Regions from separate parts of the Mus musculus genome. Here all the other regions are linked to region 2. A link is a contact called in public HiChIP or PLAC-seq and promoter capture Hi-C data. All regions are on one chromosome and are shown on one strand. The core of a region is the stretch at or near the end of the contact, and the rest is flanking DNA. Distances in the headings are between cores, read along the strand shown. Region 1 holds the start of Tax1bp1 (Tax1 (human T cell leukemia virus type I) binding protein 1). Region 2 holds the start of Skap2 (src family associated phosphoprotein 2). Region 3 overlaps Jazf1 (JAZF zinc finger 1). Region 4 holds the start of Hibadh (3-hydroxyisobutyrate dehydrogenase). Region 5 overlaps Gm6559 (predicted gene 6559).

What was found. Promoter capture Hi-C pulls out the DNA fragments that hold promoters and counts their contacts. HiChIP or PLAC-seq counts read pairs in DNA pulled down with a chosen protein or histone mark. Capture Hi-C pulls out chosen DNA fragments and counts their contacts.
Region 1: a contact with region 2 is called in an H3K27ac HiChIP or PLAC-seq map of extraembryonic endoderm stem cells, with 4 times the contacts expected there. The contact joins the promoter of Tax1bp1 here to the promoter of Skap2 in region 2. A contact is called at or near these places in 4 of 39 promoter capture datasets (the HPC-7 cell line, cranial neural crest, frontonasal cranial neural crest and 1 more), 1 of 484 Hi-C or Micro-C datasets (cardiomyocytes) and 3 of 115 datasets of contacts at active chromatin or transcription factors (bone marrow-derived macrophages, extraembryonic endoderm stem cells and memory CD8 T cells).
Region 3: an H3K27ac HiChIP or PLAC-seq map of double positive thymocytes shows a contact between it and region 2, with 3 times the contacts expected there. The contact joins the enhancer-like site here to the promoter of Skap2 in region 2. A contact is called at or near these places in 3 of 39 promoter capture datasets (the 3T3-L1 cell line, 3T3-L1-derived adipocytes and pre-B cells), 1 of 484 Hi-C or Micro-C datasets (CD4 T cells) and 2 of 115 datasets of contacts at active chromatin or transcription factors (double positive thymocytes and embryonic forebrain).
Region 4: a contact with region 2 is called in a promoter capture Hi-C map of liver. The contact joins the promoter of Hibadh here to the promoter of Skap2 in region 2. A contact is called at or near these places in 7 of 39 promoter capture datasets (3T3-L1-derived adipocytes, embryonic stem cells, hippocampal neurons and 3 more), 1 of 115 datasets of contacts at active chromatin or transcription factors (pancreatic cancer cells) and 1 of 9 other capture datasets (liver).
Region 5: a contact with region 2 is called in a promoter capture Hi-C map of the HPC-7 cell line. The contact joins the enhancer-like site here to the promoter of Skap2 in region 2. A contact is called at or near these places in 2 of 39 promoter capture datasets (the 3T3-L1 cell line and the HPC-7 cell line), 2 of 484 Hi-C or Micro-C datasets (cerebral cortex and muscle stem cells) and 5 of 115 datasets of contacts at active chromatin or transcription factors (embryonic forebrain, embryonic hindbrain, embryonic stem cells and 2 more).

What each region holds. Positions count from the first base shown.
Region 1 is chr6:52,712,430-52,715,129 of GRCm38.p6, reverse strand. Tax1bp1 (Tax1 (human T cell leukemia virus type I) binding protein 1) reads right to left here and starts at 1,401. Exons shown (of 18, transcript NM_025816.3): 1 at 1,275-1,401.
Region 2 is chr6:52,011,154-52,013,853 of GRCm38.p6, reverse strand. Skap2 (src family associated phosphoprotein 2) reads left to right here and starts at 1,305. Exons shown (of 13, transcript NM_018773.2): 1 at 1,305-1,519. The coding sequence starts at 1,453.
Region 3 is chr6:52,917,850-52,920,549 of GRCm38.p6, reverse strand. All of the region lies in intron 1 of Jazf1 (JAZF zinc finger 1), which reads left to right. Among named protein-coding and RNA genes, the nearest start is that of Gm52903, 53 kb to the right of the region's middle. Within about 2 kb of position 1,354, at least 37 of the 459 cell types and tissues checked have an H3K27ac peak or open chromatin away from gene starts, as enhancers often do. A contact at or near this core is called in double positive thymocytes, where this site is marked.
Region 4 is chr6:52,638,995-52,641,694 of GRCm38.p6, reverse strand. It overlaps Hibadh (3-hydroxyisobutyrate dehydrogenase), which reads left to right and starts at 1,395. Exons shown (of 8, transcript NM_145567.1): 1 at 1,395-1,534. The coding sequence starts at 1,447. It overlaps LOC115490472 (a small nucleolar RNA gene), which reads left to right and starts at 2,340; the gene lies at 2,340-2,461.
Region 5 is chr6:51,382,901-51,385,600 of GRCm38.p6, reverse strand. All of the region lies in intron 1 of Gm6559 (predicted gene 6559), which reads right to left. Among named protein-coding and RNA genes, the nearest start is that of Gm6559, 4.5 kb to the right of the region's middle. Within about 2 kb of position 1,415, at least 50 of the 459 cell types and tissues checked have an H3K27ac peak or open chromatin away from gene starts, as enhancers often do. A contact at or near this core is called in the HPC-7 cell line, where this site is marked.

The DNA.
Region 1 (2,700 bases), core at 152-2,651, 700 kb before region 2:
TTACATTTCACATACATTTCACATACACGACTGTGATTCTAAGAGCAAATGGTATGCAGCTAATGTAATAACTTGAAAACAAATAATACAATACAACTGTATTTGAAATTTAACAAATAACAAAGACGAGGGGGAGGAGGTTAACCAGTCATTCCTAGCATAGTCAAATATATTCTTGCAGAAATCTAAGATAAGTTCAGGGCGTTTGCCTAACATTCGAAAGGGACATACAGAAATCCAATTTACCCCTGAGAAGAATAGAATGGAGGCGAGTCCTTGGCCTCAGCTTCTTCTCCACACCTAGAGGGTAACCTGGAGATCACAAACCCACTTAATCAACCCACTTTTAAGGAATGTTATTCAAATAACCATTTTCGAATGTTTTGGGATTGAACACTAAAATTTTAATTATATTTGTTCGTGTCCTAATCATGAATTTTTACCACTTGGCAAAAAGCAGCATACTTGGCAGATACTTAGCATTAAAATGTCTAACATACCAACATAACGATAAAGCCGGAAATCTATCATAGTCAAACGCCACAACGTTTTCCAACAAAACTTTCAGGAACAAATTGTACTTCATATTTCTCAACAGGGAAATACAAGCGAACACCCCAGCTACGTTCTAACAGTACAGTTTTCGGGCGATGAGCGCTAGCCAGAACACGTCTTGCACCTTCCGCCGGGTCCAAAACACCGGGGAGAGTCAGCAGTGGGTGGAGCGAGGGAGGCGGAGTCGTGAAATCAAGTCCAGACGACCACAGAGCGAAGCGATCCTCCCCAAGATTTCTTAAAGCCTTCTCTTGGGCACCAGAGGGGGAGGGCTGCTTTCCAAACAGCAAGACTCAACTAATCTCTCAGCCCAGGAGAAGCCGGAGATCAAGCCAAGCCAGGTAAACAGCCAAACCAGGCGACACAGGGAGTCCCCGCCTCTTCCTCCAGCGGAGACTCAAACCAAAACAACCCAACGGGTCCTCCCCGGCTCGCCGCGGCCTAGCGCGCCCGCCACCCGTCCCTGGCTTGTTAGACGCCGGGGCCAGCCGGGGCCAGCCGCGGCCTAGCACGCCCGCTCCCGCCACGCTTCCCACTCTACGGTCACCCCAAGCCCAAAACACGTCACAATCGCGGCCCGGGGGAAGCTCGTCCTTGGGAAAGAGAGCTTCGTCACCACGGAGACCGTTCCCAAAACTCGCCAGGCCCGGGTTCCAGGGCCGAGACGGAGCGCGAGCGCCGGTTACCTCGAAAGCACGCGGCCCGTCCGCAAACCTTACCGGTCAGGGCCTCCGCCCCGCACGCTACGCCGCGCCCCGAACCTCCGCGGCCACCACCACTGCCTCTCAGCGTAGACCGGCTACACCTTCTCTAAGCGGAGAGCCGGCGGTGCGTCACTTCCGCCCCAGGGAGGCTCGCTTCCGCCTCTGCTGCTGCGCATGCTCTGCGGCGACACGCCCCACTCGCTAGCTGTAAAGAGTCCTTTAGTGGTTTCCCTGACAGCTTTTTCCTCTGTGGCTTTTGGTCAGTGATGTAGTCACCTCAAAACACAGTCCGTTTGAAACAAATTAACTGACTTACCAGCGAAATGGGAAGGATCGCTCAGAGGCCAGGTGACCTGGGTCTTAAATATCAGTCTAAGCTAATACATGTTTCAATATATACAGAAGCCCCAAGAACTGTCATAGCTATCACGAATTGAACCATCATATTCCCGTGTTGCTATGAAACTAATGACATTTACCGTATCACCAGCGAAGAAAGCATAACATTAAACAGAACAATAATATACAAAACTCTAATTTCAAGTTCTTTCATTTTCCACACAATTCAAGTCCACATTGGCCTCCATAAGACAGGTTCTTAATATTTGCTGATTCATTTGTTTCTTATATATTGAAATTTTTTAAGTTGGGTGTCTGTGTGTTTGCTTGTTTGTTTGTTTAAATAGGGATCTCTTCATTCTGGTCCTCCAAAAGGAAAAATTACTGTTGAGAGACATAGGCTGTTGAAGCAAAAGTTAAGTTCGGCATTGTGGGTTTTAAAGAAATATTTATGATTAAGACGGTAGTGTATTCATGAGATAAGTAATATTCCAACACAAGATATGATGGATTTGAATAAAATACACTTGCTTCCATGAAGTTCCAATTCAAACTGCACATTTAACAGAGAAAGGTAAGCTATATAAGGCAAAAGTAATTTTAGAAATTTAAATTATTTTCACTTCCATATCACGATCAACCAAGTCTTCCTTTTGAGGTATTTCTTCCTGTGCTGCTCTAGAAAACAACCACAAGGGAAAGCAGGTCACAAAACCACAATGTCTATAATAATATAATGAAATTGAGATCTTTTGCGTTTCAGACACTTCATTTTAGTGCAACTATAGGGGAAAATGCCCTGGAGAGAGAGAAAGAGAGAGTGAGAGAGAGATGAACAGACAGACATCTCAGGGCATTTAACCACAAAGGGGCATTCTGTTGGTCAGGAGACACAGCTACCAAAATGCAGGGCAGGGTTTTAGTTTTTAACTTCATACAGAACCTCCTTACTGAGATTACTCAAGACCCCATGATTGCTCTCATGGCTGGCTGTGAGTTAAGGCATTCTACTGCTCCAGGGTGAAGACATCCTGTTACTTTTTTAACTAATTGATTTATTCACTTTACATTCCAATATTACATCTCCTCCCAGTCCCCTCTG
Region 2 (2,700 bases), core at 56-2,555:
GCCCAAAATATTCTATACTATACTTTCCTGTGCTGGTATCTCAGCATGTCTCACAGAGACACCCCCTTCCCCCACACCATACTGTGCCTCCTACAAACATACTCCTGATTGGAGCTTTGACACAACATTCTGAGCACAACTTAGGAGAAATAAGAACAAACAAACCACTGTTTGTTTCTACCAATGTAGGTAGGTGATATTCAGATGTCATTTTGAAAATGATGTGCCTGGCAAAGGAAAGTGGAAGGTGCAACTTGATGTGTATCATTAGCCACCTTTCCAAGCATATTTTTAACTAAATACACACTTTACATTCAAAATGTTTTCCCTTGTCAGTTCCTCTCTGAAGACTCGTATCATCCTCTTTTGTATTTAAGTAGCTCTGGTAGCGTCATCTACATGACAAATATGTCTACACAGTAGGTTTTAATGGATTGTAAAGGTTGATGGCACTTGAATGTAATTATCATTTCTACACACACACACACACACACACACCACCCATTTTAAAGACTAAAGGACCCAGAACTTTTTGGATTTTAAGTGTAAACGTGTAATATTGAAAGACTCAACCTTTGCTGACTAGATTGAAGTAAATTTTATATTTTCCCTGTTCTAACCACTATTTGCAATTAAAAAATACTTAGAGCGGGCAACGGTACAGGTGGCTTTCTGGCACATTTCAGGTGCCTGACCCTAAAAGGATATTATCTAGAACTAATTCCGTCAGAGCGAGAGAAATCAACCACACCAAGAATAAGTAGGAAAGTAATGTCAGCGCCAATCAGAACGCTCCGCCGTTTTAGGACTAAGACTCTCAGGAAGGATTGGCGGAAAATGGGACTCCGTTACCTTCATCTAGTGGGACAAAGAAAGCCATGCTAGTTGGGGGGTAATGGTAGAAACTTCTTGGTGGGTTACCAGACGGGGGTTTAAACCTTGGTGGAAAAGACCAGTATTTAGATGACCCCTTAAAGGGAAAGTGCGTAAGCCTTGCGGAGGCTTTATTTTCCGGAATCCTGGAGAAAGAGAGGTGTGGCTGACATACCAGTAACGAAAATGGCGCGGACGAGCTTCAAGGGCCGGTCAGGTGACACAGCTCCAATTCGCTCCCTTCCTTCGGAGGCCTCGCCTCCTGCTCGCTTCCGCGTATGGGCGTGGCCTTCCCGGCTGTGTGTGGGCGTGGTCTACCCGGAGGCGCTTTCTTCGGACAGTCAGAAAGCAAGGTCTACGCAAGCGCAGTCAGGTTTTAAGGCCGGTCTCCCCGCCCCTTCACCCATAGCCCCGCCCAATTCTCCCGGGCGGGGAGGGGGCAGGGCCCGGCGTCCAGCGACCGCTGGCTGGAGAGCTAGTGACTTCCTTGTTGGCAGTCTCGGACGGGCCGTGTCCGGAGTCGTAGCCTCTCGGTGCTTACTCGGACCGCTATTGCGAGTCTAGGTCCAAGCCATTATCATGCCCAACCCCAGCTGTACCTCTTCTCCCGGCCCTCTCCCTGAGGAAATTAGGAACCTGTTGGCAGGTAAAGAGCGGGAAGGGGGCGGTGACGCTAGGGGCGGGGGCGCGGGGACGGCGAGCCGACAGGGACAGAAGCGCTTAGCCCTCACCCTATGCGGACGGTGGGGGGCGGGCCGTATAGGGGGACTGGGATGTCGGGACTAGAAGGGAGTGGGCGTGTATGCTGAAATGTGCTGATCCTCCCTGGACAGCCGGACAGTTATGCGTTTCATGAAGACCGGAATGTGAGGGCGGGAGATGGACAGCAAATGTTGATGAATGCATGTTTGAGAACTGCGAAAGCAGAAGTCCAAGCACTAGGTCCTGCCTGGGTGGCCTGGCCAGTAAGGATGCAGGTGCATCTGCAGGGCCGCAGGTGTTGGGAGTTAGGAGGCCAAAAGGCACTATTTCCAACCCCACCCCCATTTTCTTGAACAGTCAGGCCAAACATGTTTATAGTTTTGAAGGGTGCCCGATTTTCAAATAGCCACTATTTCTAAAGCCTCAGTAACTATTAAAAGTGAAAAAGGAAGGCTGTGTTAAAACTCCTACTTCCTGTATCATGTGATCAAGGAACTTCATCTTTGCAACCTCATCTTCCCCTTTTTGGTTTTACATTCCCATTTATAGGAACTTACTTGTAGGAGTTGAAATGCGGTTCCTCAGTTCCTCAGTTAGGTCAGTAATGTCTGGAGGTGTGTAGTTCCACTAAGCATCAAGAAAAGCTCGATAGTTCTGCACAAAATAAAAAATACATCTTTTTAGAGTATCACAAGTCTCACCTATCCTGATGGTCTTAGATACCACCATATACTTTGTCTTGTAGATGCTAACATCTGGAAATGGAATAATTTTAGTTTGGTTGTCTCTAAAACATTCCTTTCAATATAGATCATGGATTAAAAAGTTTCGCTTAGATGCCTGTGCTGTTAACTGTGTGTTTTAATCGTTAAAAACAATGTCCTCTAAAAGGTACATTTGAACTAGTAAGTTACAGTTGCAACAGTATGAGACCAAGCATCATAGAATACCTTGTTAAGCTGTTGGGTTGTTTGCATTATGTGTGGATGGAGACTTGTGTTTGTATGAACATGATGCAGGGTGAGGGTGTGCTATGTCACTCTGAGAAATGCTTCTCATCATTCATGGATAGCACTAAGAGAAATGATGAAAGAACTGTCGATGCTGATTTAAGGAAATGTTTTA
Region 3 (2,700 bases), core at 105-2,604, 910 kb before region 2:
CAGACATAGCTTTGTACTAACCAAGAATTAGGAAGTGTTTTATGAATGGTAAAATATGGAAAGAAACCTTTAGGTTATAATTATTTACAGTATGAATCCTGGTGCCATTTTTTAAAAAATACTAGAGAAGACTAGAAAGAAGTGTACAGCAAAGTGCACAGACTGAACTTTTGGACCGTTCATTGTAGGGTCCTTGTTTCTCATAGTTTTCTAGATTTCCTACTTTTTAAGTAGATATTTTTTAAGCAGCAAAATAAGTGTAACAGTTTAAAACCAAAAACAACAATAAACCAGTGTGTTGGTGGCAGCCGATTTGCGGTTTGAGACCACGGGCTGTGGGAGCTCAGGGGTTGCTGGATGAGCCCAGCGCTCCATGTGCTCTCCAGGCATTCCCGTGTCCACTGTACACATGCTCCTAAGGTCATCCGAGGCAGTGGCCTTCCCTGTCTCTGCACTGCCCCCGCTCTCTAACTAATAGCTACCATCACTACCATGTCTGTGTTCGTCGTATGTTCTGACTCTCCAACAACTTCATTCATTCCTCACAACCACAATAGAAGCCCTGGTTTCAAAGGAGGAAGGGTTTGAAGATTCTCAGATGGTTATGGCATATAAATCAAATCCTGTCTTGTCTGACTCCAGAGGTAGGTAGCTTTGCCCTCACAGGCCTCAAACTGTTGTACTAAAGACCAACTGCCATCCACTACATTGGAGCCTTTCTGGGTCCCCTCTCAAGTCAGCTGCCCTCTAGTTCTTTGCTTTGTGATGCTGGGGCCGTTCGTTCCTGTTGGCATGAGCCATCCAGAGTCCACCAGGATCCCACGAGTGCTTCGAGTACAGCCAGTGCTCAGCATCATATGGGATCCTGCAGGACGGTGATTGCTGGCCCGCTTCCATCACTGTGGAGCCCCAGGGTATGGTTGTATAAAGAAATTTAATTTTGAAATTCCAAAGACTCATGTTAGGTTTTTCTTTATTTCCTCCTTACTGCTCTTAGAATTCATGAGGGGGCAGGGTTGACTGGTACTCGGGGGCCCCAGGTGCAGTTTTAAAACAACCAACAAGCTTTAGTAACTCCTGCCCAAGTCTCAGGTGCCAGGTAAGTGTTCAGCGGAGAGCTGCAACTGCTTGAAAACTGTCACTAAGAGTCCTCTGTTGGAACGAGTGTCACCAGCAAGCTGTGACCAGATTCTCTTGATTCTTATCTCCTGGTGGGAAACAGTGAACTTGTGGTTAAGAAAACGTTTGTGTTTCCATGCCTTAAAGTTAAAAAGTAGTTATACATGCATGTCAATGTCATGAAGCCTGTGGCCACAAGGTGTCACTATGGCACCAGTCTGGATGTCAGAATTAAAAGTGTGCCTCTGGTTCTAACTCCTGAGAAGCCCAGTTATTGGCTCTCCTGCCAGGGCCTTGCACACTACAGCATTAGCTATGTGCCACGTGTCCCTGCACACTTGTCATGTAGCTCCACAGCAAGCTTTTCCTACACTCTCCAAATTAAACTACTTTCCTAGTTCTTACTTATACCACACATAACCCTGAGTCCTCCTATGTCAATTCTATATCAACATATGTATTCAAGTTTTCACAAAATTATATGAATTATAGCATAGTTTAATCTCTTCCCAAAAAAGGTTTTGATGGGATGGGAGAAAATGATATCTGCTAACAATTACTAGCCTTGCCCCATCCACAGTGTGCCCTCCTCCTCTTCCTTTTTTTCTAGCTTAACCCATAGGAAAAGAAACCTGAAACATACTCGCCAAGCAAAGGTGGGCATGGCACCTGAGGGAAAGACTATGTACTTGCAGAGGCTTCATGGGCAGCATCCAGAAGGTCATTTCCTCTCGAAGTGTTAGGCAGATTAGAACAGCTCTTTACTGTGGAAGGATGAACCCACCGTCAGCCTCCTTCCCACAGTCAACTAACAAAGTAGCAGCAGAGCCTGGATTTGGACTTGAGTCTGTTTTTCCAAAAAGCTGGTGGGGAAAGAAGCCATGTCATTGTTGTTCAGATGTCCATATCAGAAAACAAACCACGGGAGCCTTAAGACTCCATCCCAGAGCTGGGCTCACACCTATAATTGCAGCACTCAGGCAGACTGCTGCAAACTCAGGCCCAACCTGGTGTACATGATGAGTTCTAGATCAACCTTCACTATAAAGTAAGACCATGCTTCAGACAGACACACACAAATCCAATCAAGCATTTGCTCAAACGTTTGTTGAACAAGAGTTCTGGCTATAGCACAGGGACCACATTACGAATGTTACACCAACTTATTCATTCTCTTCCCATGAGAGACTAAAGTCCATGGTGCATTGCGGGTGCGGGGGTAGGACATTGACATACAAGTTAATGAGGGCGGTGGGAGGGTTGGCTGGGGGGACTGCCCACACAGGGGAAGGCTCTATGCAAGCTCTAGCTGCAGCTCTCCTAGAGCTAGCTGTTCCTTAGATCAACCTGAAATCTATTGAGTGGGTGTTGCTAAGGTAACCCCTCCCCTGATTTTCTGTGATTAGGATATGAAACGTGAGGACAGGATATAATCCAAGCCCACAGAAGTGGCCACCCTCATGCCCGGGGGGTACAGCAGTGGCAAGAGTGTGTATTCTTTTCTTTAGATGGCTTGACCAAGAGGACAGGTAAAAGCAAGACGGATGGTAGATCTTGGTTTGTGTGATCCTTTTAGGATTT
Region 4 (2,700 bases), core at 146-2,645, 630 kb before region 2:
TTTGTTTTGCTTTTTTTTTTTTTTTTGAGGATGGAAGGTAGGCATCTTGGTTTTCTTATTGCTTGCCCTCCCCCTACCCCCCAAGCCCCATTCTTGCCTCTTGGCCTACTTTTCTTCAAAGGTTACAAGTCTTGTTTTAGTGTACTGAAGATAAAAATTCTCCAGTGGAAATTGAATACTTTGCGATTATCCTCAAGGAACAGATATTCAAATATGTATACTGTCTTACTTAGGGTTTCATTGCTGTGAAAAGACACTATAACCATGGCCACTCTTATAAAAACAAAACCATTTAATTGGGGCTGGCTTACAGTTGCAGTGACCTAGTCTATTGTCATCATGGTGGGGCACATAGCAGCATCCAGGCAGACGTGGCGCTAGAGTTGGTGCTGAGAGTTCTAGGTCTTGATCTGAAAGCAGCAGAAGGGGACTGTGTGCCACACTAGCTGTCGTTTGAGCATATGTAAGACCTCAAAGCTGGTCTCCACAGTGATGCCTTTCCTCCAACAAGGCCACACCTTCTCCAATAAAGTCACACCTCCTATGTGCCAAGCACTCAAACATATGAGTCTATGGGGGCCATGCTTATTTAAGCCACCAAATATACCAAATAGTCAAATAAGGAAAGATCAGCAAAATATCTGTTTTTATAATATACATATATACTACTTCCTGGGTTTAAATGTACCATTAGATTTTGGGTTCAAAAGATGCAGGTTGTAGAAAATTTTAAACATTGACGCATTTCTTGGAACTCAGTAAGTTCCTAGAAATTCTACTCTTCAAAGAGAACAGTGCTATTAAATTACTTCCCTACTACTTTTCAAATACGACTGGAAAAACCATTGAGTTGTATATCACATAGATTTCAGTTATTACACACATGGTAGATTCTGTGATTGTGTTTCAACAGACGCTGAAAATATATATGTTAACCCTGGGAGGTCCATGTATTTATTACTGAAGTTAAAAATGAGTCCCTATACTAGGAAACACAACATTTCTGCTCTTTCCTTTAATACTGCAGTAGCTGCGGTTCTTGTCTGGGAGGAAGAAAAACAATTAGCAGCCCAGTGAAGAGGCAGTTGCTCAGTGCAGGTGCTCGGAGGAGGCGGTAGTGAGCGACAGCCACCGCCTCCCACACACCCCTCAGCTTTTGGGTAAACAAGAATTCTCTCACCCAAAGGTTGTAAATTCAGCAGGAGCCGGAGGCAAGGCAGGGCGTCTATGGATTTCGGGATCCTGATTGGACTGTTCCCGACTCCGGCCACGCCTCTCAACACAGTGCTCCGCCCCGCGCTGGGCGGAGTCCAAGCCGAGCAAGGAGAGCGCGTGCGCGAGCTGTCCTTACGGAGGTGCGGGCCATCCCGGCTGCGCACACTCGTAGTTCACAGGCCGTGTGTGAGGCGGCGGAGGTCACGGCGCGGAGGCGGGGCGGGGGACAGCATGGCAGCCTCCTTGGGGTTCCGGGGAGCAGCCTCCGGCCTCTGGTACTGGAGCGGCCGGCGGCGGCCCGTGGGCAGCCTTGCAGCGGGTAAGGACCTCGCGCCCCATCTGCTCTTCTTCCTCTGGTCATCCGAGGAGGGCTTTTCGCCCGAAGGGCTGCGGTTGGTTTGAGGGTAAAAGCGACAATTGTGGTCGCCTCCTAGGCCTGGGCCCCCTTGTAACTGCCTCCTGAGCCGTCAGCCTTCCACTCCTGCCCTATGCCCGGCTCCAGATTGTTCAGCGTTTCCTCTGCGGGACCCAGGAACAGCTTGTGATGAAGGGAGGAATGTTTGGGTCCCTGGCGTGCGCTTTGGATTTGGGGCTCCTAGGACATTTGGAGGGCTCAGCTCCAGAGGTGACCCCACCGCACCCACCTCTGGGACCCCTGGCCTTCCAGCTCCCTGGCTTCACCCTAAGCGGGGGCTCCCTCAGACTTCAAGGCCTAATTTGTGTTTTAACTACTCTAGTCGGTGGCATGGCGGTATCCTAGAAATCCAGCAAAGTTTGTCACCCTTGACCAGCAAGCAGAGCGAACTCCATTATGAAATGGAGTTGTGCTGCCTCAAAGTGGTGGACTTTTGTCGAAATATTAACCACAATTCTTTGCCTCAAAGTTGTGTCTATAACCTAACCGACTACTATGCTGTGCTGCAAGTATGGAAAGTGACCAGGTTTTAAGCTTTTAGAGCGACATGAATATCTGAGAACTGCTTTTCACATGAGGATCTCCCAAGGCCTTAGAATGAGTAAATTGGGACTTCTCCAACAAGATCCAGGAAGTACCCCTTGTTTCTCCCTGACTCTTGGATTTTCTAGGACATCAAGACACCTCTTTAATTAAGAATTGGTTGAAATGGTCATTACCAAGGCTTTTAGAATGCAGTTTCTCATTTGCTGTGGACATGACCATAAAGAAAAATTCCCATGAGGGTTTTCATATGCTACTTGTCTAGCAGTTAACCTGTTGGGAACATGTGTTGAAAAAAAAAATTGGTTGATTTGTGGGAGATACCGAAGGATTTTTTTTTTTAAATGTAAAAGTTTATTTTAACAATGTGCTGGTTAGCACTATCATATACAGGACTAGCAAACAAAACACCGTTGCCTTTGCTTAGCATGCAGGAGGCTCTGGATTCAGGGTGCTTGTGTTCACTTGTTTTAATTTTTGTGTAAGAAATATGTTGGGAGTTGATTTCTGAGCAGCTCCCAGTCTTT
Region 5 (2,700 bases), core at 166-2,665, 630 kb after region 2:
ACCTACTTGGGTGTAAGGAATGCCATTTCCCTAGGCCCATATGGATATGCTGAAAACTGGGTCTAAATAAACATATATTATCATATGGGGTGGGGCGGCTCAGCAAATAGTACTGACTCTTTTCTGGATTTTTAAGTTTGGAGTTCTAGAGGAGCAGATATGACGGGAAAGGCCAGGATCTCTGTTTCACACAGTGGGTTCTTTAAATGTAAGCTCAGTCCATCACAAGCTTAAATGCTGTCTTCGGTATCTTTCCCACCCCTAGGACTTCCAGAAGGAGACGTTTGACCTCTGCTCAGGACGGGCTTTCTGAGTTCTTCACAGAAGGGGTCCATTCATCCTGTGCACCAGATGGCAGACTTCATCTCTGGAATTCATCTGCTTTCTAGGCTCATGTTGCCAATTCATGAACGTGACTTACAAGGAGGGTTAGAGATAGGCTTAGCGTTGGTTTTGCTTTGTTCTGTTCTGTTCATTTTATTCGAATGTTTTATTGTGATAAAAAATACATAACATGGACTAGAGAGATGGTATAGCCATTAAAAGCTAGGCTCTCAGCCGGGCGTGGTGGCGTACCCCTTTAATCCCAGCACTCGGGAGGCAGAGGCAGGCAAATTTCTGAGTTCGAGGCCAGCCTGGTCTACAGAGTGAGTTCCAGGATAGCCAGGGCTACACAGAGAAACCCTGTCTTGAAAAAAAAAAACAAACAAACAAACAAAACCAAAACCAAACACAAACAAACCCAAAAGCTAGGCTCTCACAACCAACTCTTTAAAATGCAGATACCATAAAATTTATCATTTTAACCATTTTAGTGCACAGTTTAGTGGTGTTAAAGGCACCCCACGTTCAATACCAATAACTCTTTTTATATTTTTTTCCTGATCTTTTTACTAGATATATTCTTTATTTACGTTTCAAATGTTATTCCCATTCCTGGTTTCCCCTCTGAGAACCTGCTATCCCCTCCCCCGTCTCCCTGCTCACCAGCCCACCCCCTCCCGCTTCCTGGCCCTGGCATTCCCTTGTATTGGGGCATAGAACCTTCACAGGACCAACGGCTTCTCCTCCTATTGATGACCGACAAGGCCATCCTCTGCTACATATGCGGCTGGAGCCAACTCTTTTTATCTTATAAAACGAAAACTCAACTTCCTCATCTCAGCCCCTGCAGCTACCAGTGTGAGCTTGGTTTTATATGGTTCCCTGGAAATTACAATATGACATGTCAATACAGTTTTTTTTTTTTTTTTTTTTTAGGGAATACGGGCATAATTTCACTATATTTCTCCACTTAAAAAATTGAGGAAGGAATTTCTTTGTCTCGGACCAAATTAAAGTCCCTCGGGGACAAGCTTGAGAGCGGGTTGGTCGTCTTTAACTGCACGCGGAGCGTCGGAGCAACTTGGCCAAGAACAAAGAGCCCTGTTCACGTAGGCAAAACAGCGACACCTGCTGATCGATCGCAGAATTACTTTTCAGACAGATTGCTGAGGGTTTTTTTTTTTTTTTTTTTTTTCCTGTCTCACTGTGTACTGGCTTCTATTTGGAAAAGCTGTTGTCTAATCATAGACTATGAATGTTATTTGTTCGAGTCAACTCTGGGATTAGGCACACGGTAGCCAGGCAGGTGCTGGTGCTCTCTCAGGTCTGGTTCACAGCAGGTGGGCGGGCATGTGTGAGCTGCTTGTCCTGACCTGGAGCTTCACCAGCTTCTCTGTGACTGCCAGCTTCTCTCCTTCCACTCTGTAGGGAAAATGTCTCTACCGATCCCTGACCCTGTTCACACTAACCCCCTTTCATAATGTCTTAGAAAAAAAGAGAGACTTTCGTTGCAACCTCACTCCTTAAGTGGCCTAGGAAGGAAGAACGTGCGAATCTTTCTCTTTGATTGCCCTGCCTTTAATTAAATTACACCTGCACGTTCTATATATGCACACACACTGTGACTTACATATATGATCCTTAAGGAGAGGCCCAGGATATATTTAAATCCTAATCTTACCTGATATGTCCCTAGCACGTTCCCAGCCTCATGTGTTTTTGTTACTCAAGCTTGCTGACAGAGGGAAACCTCCTGAGCTCCTGCTATGGTGGGTATGAAACACTCCCTCTCCCAAGTGGTTTCCAAGTCGGGTTGGGTTGTGAACTCTGCCACCCTCTTTTCCCTTCCCCAATTGAATCAGAATTTCTGGAGTTAGGACTCAGGAACCTGGATGCGTGATAAGCACCCAGGTGATTCCTCTGCTGCATTGCCAAGGATAACCTTGAACTCTGTGTGTGTGTGTGTGTGTGTGTGTGTGTGTGTGTGTGTGTGTGTGTATGAGAGAGAGAGAGAGAGAGAGAGAGAGAGAGCACAAGCGAGAGAAACAGAGAGAGAGAGGGAGAGAGAGAGAGAGAGAGAGAGAGAGAGCATGCTTACAGCAAGTGGAGGTTGAAGGACAGATGGAAATTGATGCTGGTCCTTACATTCTTCTTGTTCCACAGAGGGTCTCTTTGCTGGCTTCTGTTGGGTGAGCTGGACTGGCTGATTGATTCTTGGCTTCCCCTCCTGCCACAGATGAGTGCTACTGCTCTGAGCTTCAGGTGGCTTCTGGGGTTTGGATTCAATTCCTCCCTGGCAGACACTTTACCCACGGAGCACCCACTTTCCCACCCCCCGACCTTGAACTTCTGCTCCTCCTGCCTCCACTTCCGGAG